Regions from separate parts of the Bicyclus anynana genome. Here region 1 is linked to region 2. A link is a contact called in public Hi-C data. All regions are on one chromosome and are shown on one strand. Each heading gives the region's core, a stretch centred on a gene start, on an enhancer-like site or on the middle of the called end of the contact. The rest is flanking DNA. Distances are from core to core; before and after follow the strand shown.

Region 1 (6,007 bases), core at 2,675-5,174, 62 kb after region 2:
TGGAATTCAGTTTTTCAAATATCCCGCGGGAACCATGGATTTTTCCGGAATGAAAAGAAGCCTATATTTTAATCCAAAGTAAAATCTATTTCCATACCAAATTTCAGCCAAATCGCTTCAGTAGCCGCAGCGTAAAAGAGGAACAAACATACTTACACACTTACACACAAACTTTCGCCTTTATAATATTAGTGTGATGCCGCTAAATTATAATTTTGTGGCTTATTAATTTCGCAGAGTCGTTGAGCATTAGAGAGGCCTTAAAATGTTCACTTGGCATCTTATTTTTGCATTTTTAGCAAATCATGCCAGCCAAGTAATCAATCAGGGATCTTTGTGCTCTAATGAACCCGTCCACATAGAACTCTGAAACTTAACCATCATCGTGACTAGGGTTGCCAACGGTACTATAAAAATAGTATGGTACTATATTTCGGGTCTGGGTACTATATACTGTTACGCGAAGAAATATATAGTAGGTACGCGAAAATACTATATTTTCAACCCTGAAATCTAACAAACAAAATTTTCAATTTAAAACTTAATGAACATTAGTTTTTCACAAATACAATAGCGTCTAGCCTGTCCCAACTTGTTTACTTTTTTTAAATTCCAAACATAAAACGAAAAAACTAAAAAAAACTTTTTTGTTAAAAAACAATAAAATGTGAAAAAGCAACCTATTCCACCAGAAATAAATATTGTTTTTTAAAAATACCTAAATGTTGTTTTTTTTTTATTCCATAAACACTATATTTTATTTAAGCGTACTATATTTTATAGCGAAATTTGAAAAATACTATATTCTGAAAAAATGTTGGCAACCCTAATCGTGACGGAAAACTTTGATTATCAATAGATTTTTAAATTAGCTTTCTAGTTCGGTTCTTTTTACCCGACTGAAAAGTTAATGTTTGATACCTACTCATACGAGTAGGTAAATATATAATACATGTACAGTAATAGTAGGTACATGTCGGTATGTATGTTTGTTTGTAAGTATGTCATATTTTTGGCACACTCTACTGTGTAAACCGTTTGATAGATGTCAATGAAATGAGGTGTTATTAGATACTATCGCCGTTGTGGGAGTGTAGACAGAGAGACGGGAGGTAGATAACGATTAACGATAGATTTACTTATTCGCGTGCCGTTGTAAGGCAAAATACATTTACGGATTTTTACAAATATATACCTAATGGTCTATTTATTACAAACTATAGCCGACGCCACGCGGTTTTAACCCGCGTAGTTCCAAGTTTCGTTAAAATCCGTCGAGTAGTTTTTGTTTCTAGAACATACAGATGGACAGACAAACATTTTACTCATTACATTTTTGGCATCAGTATCGATCACTAATCACCCTCTGATAGTTATTTTGGAAATATATTTTATGTACAGAATTGACCTCTCTACAGACTTACTATAAGTAGGTATAGAAGATAGGTTCGCATTTGACCATGATCACTTTGATGGTAAAAATGCTCATTCACTCTTGTTTTAAAGACACACAAGTGAATCAGGAAACACAGACTTCACCTTGATTCGTTTGTTTACAGAGTCCACACGCAGTTGTGGGAATGTGATGGATGCTTCTATTTGTTTAAAGATTTTGTTGTCTACATGTGGGAGTGACACAGGGAACGCTGTATTAATTCCCAGGTTTCCGGGAAATTATATAAAGTACCCTGAATTTGATTATATATTAATTAATTTCTTGATATTCCGGTGCCTACTGTGATAAATGAAAAACTAATAAGATCTGCTGCTACTTAAAATTAAAATAACATTTAATCAAATGTGTAATTTGAAAATGTCCTAAGGCTTGCTCGGTGCTTCAGTAAAAGGATACGTCGTATAGAATTCTACCCTTCAGTCATTAAAGGTTTCATGCAAAACGATATACCTATCCCTACCTCATTAAGTTTTAAGTGTTATAGTGGAGACGAGATATGTAACTGATATTACTCTCATTTATTTATTAGTTTTTTTTTAATTTTTAAAGATAAAAATTAAGTACAAAACACTATTAAAAAATTATAAAAAAAAACAACCCTCCCGCTGCGGGACATTTTGAGTGTCCAAAGCGAAGCTTTTCGCTAAAGACCATTGACATTGACTGAAACAACTATCGGAACAATAATAGTTGATTCAACATTCCACATGGCGGTAATCTCGTGAGCGAGGTCCAAGTATTTTGATACTTTTTCCTTTCGGCTTTAACCAGATTATCGTCGTGTGTAGTTATTATTAATAAAGATATACTGCGGATACATACTGATGTAGATTAAGTAATTAAATTTTAAAACAGCCTGACTGGCAATTCTATAAAATAATGTGCCACATATTATATCAAGTTGAAATCCGTAAATATATCTATACATTCGTAGTAGGTATATATCTGTGTATACACTCTAAAAATATAATAAAAATATACGTATATAACATACTCTAAAAACGTTACCCTCGCCAGTCGTGTCTTCATTGTAGGAATTTCTGTAATAAACACATTATTTATATCTTTATACATATTACTCAATAGATAATTAAGTTAACAAAACACATTCATGCTTTGCAAATTAGTGTCTGTGTTCTCAGTTATATTGTTTTATTGTTAGCATCTTATCGCGACTAATCTGCGTGTTCAATTTCAACCAACGCGGAACAGCGAGATGACAAACCGAGACGTTGGTGACGTCATCAGTTAACCGACAGTTAGTACACGTATGCGGAAATATTAACTATGGTTTTGATAACTATCACATCTATGTGAAGACGAAATTTCGTATGTGTAACTTTTTATTACGGAAAATTCCATCCTTCCTGCGTTTCGCATCATCGTTGTTAGTAACATTTTAATTCTAGCTTCCTATAAACATAATGTTCAAATTCGAATAAGACGTGTTATAGGCGAAAAGTTCGTCGGTGAGTGTGAAGTAGCGGAATCGCACACCTGATGAATAATTTAATCGCATGAGGAAAAAATTAGGCACTTTACGCATACGAAAACGTGTGCCTCCATAATATTAAATAAATGAATGCACTCACTAATTTGTATGTGTTATAATGTAGTTATCATTAAATTTTTGCAACCCGCTGTAGGGCTAGGCTTCTATCATTGTGAAAGAGCATGTATAGAGCTTAAACTTACTACGCTGCCCAAATGCGAATTGGCGGGCTTAAAGTGATGAGTGATGCATACCTTCCGAAACACTTAATGTCTCGGAAGTAATGAAGTATAACACCACGGATTTTCCAATTCCGAATTGCTATATATAGCATTTCTTACAAGAAAGAAAAAAAAAATTCATAGTCCATAGACCTTTCTTTGCAATTGAACAATTTAGACTGGAAAACTCCTGAGGATGCTCCGGTTTCCGAATGGAACTTAACATAATACACAATCGCAAAATGAATCAATTATTCTCACTCTTAGATAACTGCAATATTATTTTCAATGTGTAACCGATTATGTGTATTATGTATTATCACAGAACTTGTTTGATTATAATCTATTCTATTACAAAATAGACTGCGCTCATGTAAACGGTTGTTATAGTTACAGTTGCCAGGTGTCCGGATAATGCCGGACATAGGTTTTTCTATTCCGCGTCCGGCCGAAATAAACGGTGTCCGGTGTTAGGCTTTACATTTCGTAAACGAGCGAGCGAACCGTGTGTGGGAACAATTTTTACGGTAATAATCCTGAATGCTTGATTTAAAAAAAATTGTCATAAGTACCTATTAACACTGCACGCTTACTTGCACAAAATCCTCAATATTGTAGGCTGTCCTGCCAGAGCAAAACTGGCTGGACTGTCCGGCTTTTAATTTCGGCGACCTGGTAACCCTAGTTATAGTACACAGTGTAGCAGCAGTGGCAAGGCGAGGGGAAAGGTGTTCGCTTTACAAGTTACAACACCTCACAAAGGTAATCCGGTCGCGCCTAATGCAGCCGCTCGCCCAACTGTGACTCGGGAGGATATATTCTGTGAATACGCAGAAACCTTGTGAATTTGATCCGATTTTCCTTTTGTAATTAATTCTCCTAGTCGTTTATTGATAGCCCATTGGATATGATCTCTGTCTTTGATTGAGGGTGTAGGCTCGAATCCAATTTAACACTTAAAGATACATGCATTAAAAAAAAATATATCACATGCCTCAAACTAAGAAGGAAAAACATCGTGAGAAAACCTGCATACCTGAGAATTGTCTTAAGTCTGCCAATCCGCAGCGGGCTAGCGTGGTGGACTAGTAGCCTATACTCCTCTCATTCTTTCTCATTCTGAGAGGAGACTCGTGCTCAGCAGTGAGCTGAATATGGGTTGATAAGTATGATAATGATTACTATAACAATAATATACTAAACTATAACCTATTCCAAATAGATTAGATATAAAAAAAGAAGTCACTGAGATTATCACCGAATCATTGTTGCGCAGATTTGGGTTAATACTATTTCGTAATATTAAATTCATAATGAAACTCATTATTTGTTCCTTTTTCCTGCTTTATTTTTATGAAATCGATTCTCATACGTTGTACGACATATTTGAATTCAAACAGATAAGATTAAAAAATCGCCTATAGATTAACCAGTCATTGTTGTTTTTACAGATTTTTCATAATGCTGTTTGCTTTAATCTAATTATTTTCTTATTACATGACTGTCGTATCTAGATATATTCATATCTGTTCGTTATATAAACGTATAATCCGTTCGTATTTAGATATATTCAGACTAATTTGTTTTTTTTTTGTCATTTGAATAGATTTTTAATAACCGATTGAGTAAATGGAATCGTTCATCAATTTGATTTGTGAGACATTGGCCGTAGCTAAGTTTCATTATTCGGGAACCTGCCCTATGTAATAATGACAAAATATGTAATTCTTGGAGACGCCGCCCGGTTCAGCGTTCCCGTTCCCATAGGAGTACGGGGATAAAATATAGCCTATAGCATTCCTCGATAAATGGGGTATCTAACACTGCAAGAATTTTTCAAATCGGTTCAGTAGTTTCAAAGCCCATTCAATGCAAACAATCAAATATTTTCTCTTGATAGTATAGATCGACCCAAAAACCACTTACTCTAGACCTTTGAGAAATAAAATATACATATGTATGTATATATTCTAATATTAAACACTTATCTTTCTACTTTACGTAATACTTACCGTTTATTCGGTTTCAGAAATTGTAGTGTTTTTATTTTGTATTACGTCCTTTTGTTCGAATAAATGAGATGGCAAATTACTGCCTAATGGAGTACGAAGTGCTGCGATATAATCAAAAGAATCATTTGAGTTATTCAGCAGTAAAGTTCGCATCGCCAGCCAAATGGGATTGTTTCGTGTTAGGTATTATACGTTCGCTTATATTTCTATTATTTCTTTCGTTCTCACCTCCCCCGAAGACGCTGATCTCGTAAATACGATAGTACGCTATTTATTACTTCTAGTAGAGTAGCCATTTCGTTTGATCTTATGTATTTTTATAATCTTTGTTTCTCTCGTTTGAGGTGATCCTTTTTGTGTGCTTTCGTTACCAAATCTGTTATAATGGGAAATAGAGAATTATGCTCGAATGCTAAGTCTATAATAAGTAATTTTATAAAAATATCTTTGATTTTATATTATAAGTTGAAAATAATAATATTTCAGCAGGAGAAAATGTCAAAAGCCTTGCAAAAAATTATATGCTGGAAATTTTTATTATTTTCTCGATGTGATTACCCAGCTTAAATCAATTCTTTCTGGTAGTAAGACTATACTAGACTCCGCGCCACGAAAGCAGTCCCGCGACTAAAACCTGAACTAAAATTGACAGCGCCTTACACAAATGACAATAACACCGTGACAAGTGACAATGATCACCATTAAGACACTAGCGCCGCGTCTACGAGACTTGTTTCGTGCCGGGGAGTCTAACCGGTGGACATACAGACAATAATATAGACGGAACTAAATCCAGTTCTATTTATTTATTTATTGATACCAAAAA
Region 2 (5,768 bases), core at 1,878-4,377:
CTTTGTTTTTCTTAGTTTATATTAGTATATACTATACAAAGTATTTTACGTCCAAATCATAAACAACACCAATAAAGGAGTCAGGCCGTCGTGTAAGTTTACCGGTACCTCCCTCTTTTATGTCAGAGGCTTTATTACAGGAAAAAGATCAAGCACGTCTAAGGAAAAGTTAGTGTATGAAATCTTACCTGTTGAGCCTTCACCCACACCAAGTTTAATTTATTCATCCTGAAAGGTTTTTCCAGAGTCCTGAAATCGATTTCGCTTTTCTCCTGTTCATTGGCAGTACGACTATATTTATTTTCAGATAAAACATTATTGATTAAATAGATTATAGTAACAAGTCGAAGTAATTGGTAAAAAGCCATTATTATTGATAGTTGATACAATTATACTATAATAACATTTACAAATGTGATTGATAGATTTCCCAACATAAACATTTGAATGAAGATTTTCCAATTTCCAAGACCAAGTTCCACCACAGATCACTTTATACAGTTCCACTACTATACAGTGTTACCAACTCTCCAAAATATTTATCCCTAAAGTTTGTGTCAAAAACCCCTAAAATCGCCTTAATTATTGAGTTGTCCCCCTAAAAATAAAAATTCATAATAATGTAGAAATAATATGATGAAATATGTTTAAAAACTCTATATTTAATACAGACGAAATATTACGTCTTTATCTGAAGATTTAACTTACTGAATAAAAACGATTTTTTTATTCGATGAAAATTGCCGCCAGTTGCCTCAGAGTGGTTGTAGAATAACGTATTATATGTCGTTATAAGTCCCTAGGTCAAGAAAGAAATATTAAAATTATCATTAATTTAAAAATATTAAAGAGTCAAAAAATCCCTGAAAATACCCCTAAAAATTTCAGACCCCTAGAAAAATCCCATTTCACTTATTTGCCCCCTAAATCTGGGGGGAAAACCCCTAAGTTGGGAACCCTGCTACTATACGTATACACGCACTAAACAGTCTGTCAAGATGAACCATACGTACCATAGATAAAAGATCTACTATCTAATAATGTCAAAGAGATGAACAATGATGAAGTGGCAGGTAGCGTTGCCACCTATTTCACTAATTTCCCAAATATCAAAGTTAATTTGCCCAAATTAAAGATAAAAAATATCCCAGTTGCAGAAATAAAGAAAAAAGTTTGCAATTTTTAAAATAAGGTTTTGGCCATAATATTTCAATTTGATGATGATGATTTTATTCCTTGTAGGAACAAAAATTAATAAAAAGACGAAAAAATATACGCACATGTGAGAAGTGGCTTGTACTGGTGCTTACTGTGTTTTTGCTTGTTTTATGTAAGAAATGATGAATATTTACTGCCCTAGAATAAAGAGCGTCCGCTGCGTTGATCTTAGGCAATCGATTATCCCGAATCCCGATGATACGATAATGTGCCGCGCTCAACTACGAATGTTTGTAGTTCGCTTGACTTCGTAATAAAACTTTCCATATTTTTTATACCGGGGGCTTTAAATGAAAAACCGATTCTTAAGGTGTAAACTCCAAACTTAAGTTTTACCCTTATACAAACAATCACACACTATTTCCCCGCAATTTGAGGAACTCTACCACTGGGGAAGTTTGGCAACGCTAGTCACATTGGTGTCAGTTTCTAGCTTATTTTACCTCTGTGGTAACTAGAGATTGCAAACGTAAATCGAGTAACGAATAACGATTCCCCGTTCCATGTATTCGATAATTTCGGATAAAAAAATTAAAATCGGAACAAACGTTTGAATTTTATCAAATTTTATGAAGAAAAAAGTTACTATCAGATTTGATAATGAACAGGACCAACAGCTTAAAGTTTTCTTCAAACCACGAGCGTGTAACAACACCAATTTCACAACTCCGGGTTGAGATATTGAAGTAACTTAGACGACGACAACGAGCCATTCAATTAGTATTATTACCATACTGGAATTTATTATATTTTAAATTAATGCAGCCAGTATTCTTGCCATTATTTCACGAGGGCATGATTCGTATAGTTAGTGATACTTTACTTCAAGGACCATATTATTAATATCTTTACTTTCAATTTATACAAGTTCAGATACGAGTCGAGTCTTATCTTACCACTAGCTGATGCCGCGCGGTTTCACCCGCGTGGTTCCCGTTCCCGTGGGAATATCGGGATAATATATACCCTATAGCCTTCCTCGATAAATGGGCTATCTAACACTGAAAGAATTTTTTAAATCGGACCAATAGTTCCTGAGATTAGCGCGTTCAATCAAACAAACAAACAAACAAACAAACTCTTCATCTTTATTATATTAAGTATAGATTATATAGATTATTAATGGCTTAGGTCTAAAAGTCGTATGTCGAGTCGTTTGTGCTTGCGCATATACCACAGAGTAAATAAACGATTACGTTATTTTTCTTTTCACGACATAAATCGCTAGTCACTAGCTGGACCTCTCGATTCTCGAATCTCGATTCTCAATCTCAATACCTACTCCTACTTGTACAATACTACACTAAGAAGTACGAACCATGCCATGGGAACTTAGAAGAACGTGAAATCTTTATGAAGCAGCGCCATCTACATTCTAGATTTAAGATTCCAGGATAGTAAATACAATTACATAGATGTGTACGTACTAGAATGTTTTTAGAGATTAAACCCGTGTAAATACGGAAAAAAAACCGAAAAAAAAGAATTATTTATCCTTTTAATTTTGACGCGTAATAGAAAGAATGTGTTTGTATTTCTAAAGCAAATGGATTATTAAAAAAAAACAGTAAGTGTACATTAATTTCAACGATTTTCCACATAGTCATTTGGCCTAGTGGTGCATAACAAAGGCACAATAAAATAATCCTGAGTTCGAGCCCGGGGGTAACAAAGGAAAACTTTTTGTCTTTTTTTTTGTTTTTCTCAATTGGTTTCTTCAACTATTACAAAATCAAAAATGTCTCTCCTTTACAAAAAATATGCATTATTATTTTTATACTTTTTACTATACTAAAAATACCGTATCTAGTCACTAGATGGCGCTATCACATTCGTTCCGAAAAAAGTTCGAGTAGCCTATCTATTTCCAATAATACACTGTAATCTTTGGTACGAACAACGAACACGAAGTCAAGTCATAGTTGTTTGTTGAACTCAGAAGTCAGAACAGTTGCGGCTGGTGTTTTAAGTTCAAGTTTTAATTGAGTGTTTTTTTTTTTCTCAAATGTCTTTGTTTTATCATGGACCGTAGTTAAGAGTCGGTGTAATTTCTTATTTGTTTAAACAACCTATCGTGACAACACTAGAGCTATCTACTAGATAAAAATCAGTAAAACGGGATGCTGCTAAAAACTGCATCTGAAGTTGTGGACGTGCACGATTGTCTGACGAGCCTGACCATCGGCATCGCCACTTTCTCTCGCTGATGCGCCTCGCTAGGTGAACTGTTACTCAACACTTGCGAAAAGAATTCAAAAAAAACTAAACTAATACTTCGTGATACAGATGGTTCGTAAAATCGTAACGGTATTACGGTAGTCTCGCGTTGACGGCTGCCGTGTTAACATCGGGTTAACTTGTGCTCAAAGTTAGTGTGATGTATATCATTTCGTGATGGTGGAACGCGAAGGGATGAGACGCGGCGGCTGCGGCTGGGGTGGTGGTTTTCTCGGCCGCTGGTCCTTGCGTCGATTGCTTCTGGACAGCCCTTTAGTGGGCCGGAGACTCGCGCATTCAGGTATGTCACCTTATCAATTTTGTTTATTCACTAAAATTACATTTCCCTTTGTAAAAAAGTTGTTACTCACACAGGCTGAAGAATAAACAAAAGAATTCTTCTATTACAATCTTGGTTGTATAAAATATGATATAAACATAGTATGAGGGTCTTGCAAGGTTAAACAAGACATTAAGAAAACTTCATGAATATAGAAATCTAAATATGTCTCCAATGTTAGCTACTGCTACATTGGTTACAAATGCACTAAGAAAGGATAAATTCACTTCTGTCCTTTTTGCTGTGAAAGTAGGTAACATAATTTTTAGAAGGTTTCAACCTATAAATTTATTATTATAATTCATATCTAATACTTAAATAAACTGGGAAAAAATACAATGAAGGTTTTCTCACTCAAACCATAAAAATATTAAAAATACTTGACTTAGATATAGGAATGTAAAATAAGAATTGTTTTGTTTTCCAATATTTATTGTCTTATCTTTAAACTACATTCAATATACAAGTACATTTTATAAGTTAAGAAAAAATAAGATAAATCCAAAGAAATCAATAACTATTTTTCATGTTATATATTTTTATGGTATATTATGCTAGCACTTGAGTTGAGCCATGCAACAACGTCACCCAGGTCTGACAAAATACTCTGTATGTGCAATGGGTTTGTTGGCTTTTCGCAGATAAATAAACTATTATATATTCATGTCTTAAGTTGTTGTACATTCGCTTGTTGTTTCCATAGTCTTAACTCTTTGAACTAGTTAGTTCATGTTCCGAAGAGTGTAGGCAGTACCTCATAATCCACGACTTCTCGATTTCCAACATTGTAGTTAAAATGATAAACTACAATAATGTGATGAAATAACACAAGTTTGATAGTTAAAAGCAACATTTTCTTTGTAGGTAAGGAAAAGAAATTGACACTTTGACTTCTGCCTTTGTGTAACTCAGACATCCTAACACCTATCACCTATTGAAAAATTTAGTTTAGCTTAATTTATCAGTTGATAATGGGATGTTTGTAAATGTACTGTTAACTTGAATACAGAAAGCAGTTTATTGTAATTATACTTACATTTTTATGACCATAGCCAATTGCAAGGCATTGAAACAATAAGGTCCCAATCAAATAGGTCATTGCCATTAACCTACAAACTGTAGATGAATTTGATCTCTATATTTAACACTGCAAAGTTGTAATTGCAGTGACACTGGTGAACAATTGAGCTAAATATAGAATTTTACTGACCTATAACAATATTAGTCAATACTTCCTGTAAGTTAAGACCCTTTATAATAGACCCTGATAACAGATAATGTCCTTAGTGTAATTTCTATTGTTTTTTACCCATTTCTAAAAGTGATGTTATTTTAAGCTAAAACAATCCTGTTTTTAGTGCTATTGAGAGTTGTGCAACTTTCAAAACAAAATCTAGATTTCCCAGTTACTCAATGTGCATGCACTTCAATATTGAAGTAGACAGATATGACAAGAAGGAGATCATAAAATCTTGAGCTTGAAGCATCAAGGCTCACTCATTGTATGACAACCACTATTAGATATGTTATATATCTAAATCTAATCACAGCAAAAAGTGATCCGAATTTAGCTACTCCTCTGAACACATGCACAACTTTGTGTTTACTTACATTAAGTAATGTGCTAGCCAAAGATTTTATATTATTAGATAAGACACTAGTGTGTCCAAACTGAGGCAAAGGAATGTGGCTAATTATTTTCATTTCATTTATTTGCATAGTAAACAATGAAAGTTATTTAAACAAATAATACCTAAATATTGTCTATAATGTTGAGTTGTGTGTTCAGGAAGTGTAAAAACTATTTATAAATAAATATATAAGTAATACAATTTTTTTATTTCTTTAAGGGGGTATAAGCATCCTGCATCTCCTTCCAGGCCTAGGCTTCCGATAGAAGGCAAACTAATTACTTAAAAAAATACAATTCTAATTCTGTGAACATTATTACTTCCATGTACAAATGGCAATAAAACTAATCAGTATTATTAGG

Evidence for each region. A called contact is a pair of places that touch in the nucleus more often than the background predicts.
Region 1: a contact with region 2 is called in a Hi-C map of whole body, with 3 times the contacts expected there. The contact joins the enhancer-like site here to the promoter of LOC112050340 in region 2. A contact is called at or near these places in 2 of 2 Hi-C or Micro-C datasets (whole body and whole larva).

Annotation. Positions count from the first base shown.
Region 1 is chr10:14,759,022-14,765,028 of ilBicAnyn1.1, forward strand. The region is part of intron 2 of LOC112050340 (E3 ubiquitin-protein ligase RNF19B); the gene reads left to right. Among protein-coding and RNA genes, the nearest start is that of LOC112050346, 40 kb to the right of the region's middle. Within about 2 kb of position 3,925, at least 8 of the 8 cell types and tissues checked have open chromatin away from gene starts, as enhancers often do.
Region 2 is chr10:14,697,736-14,703,503 of ilBicAnyn1.1, forward strand. LOC112050340 (E3 ubiquitin-protein ligase RNF19B) reads left to right here and starts at 3,128. Exons shown (of 9, transcript XM_024088592.2): 1 at 3,128-3,736. The coding sequence starts at 3,613. It overlaps LOC112050345 (alpha-2-macroglobulin receptor-associated protein), which reads right to left and starts at 498. Exons shown (of 7, transcript XM_024088599.2): 1 at 189-498. The coding sequence starts at 368.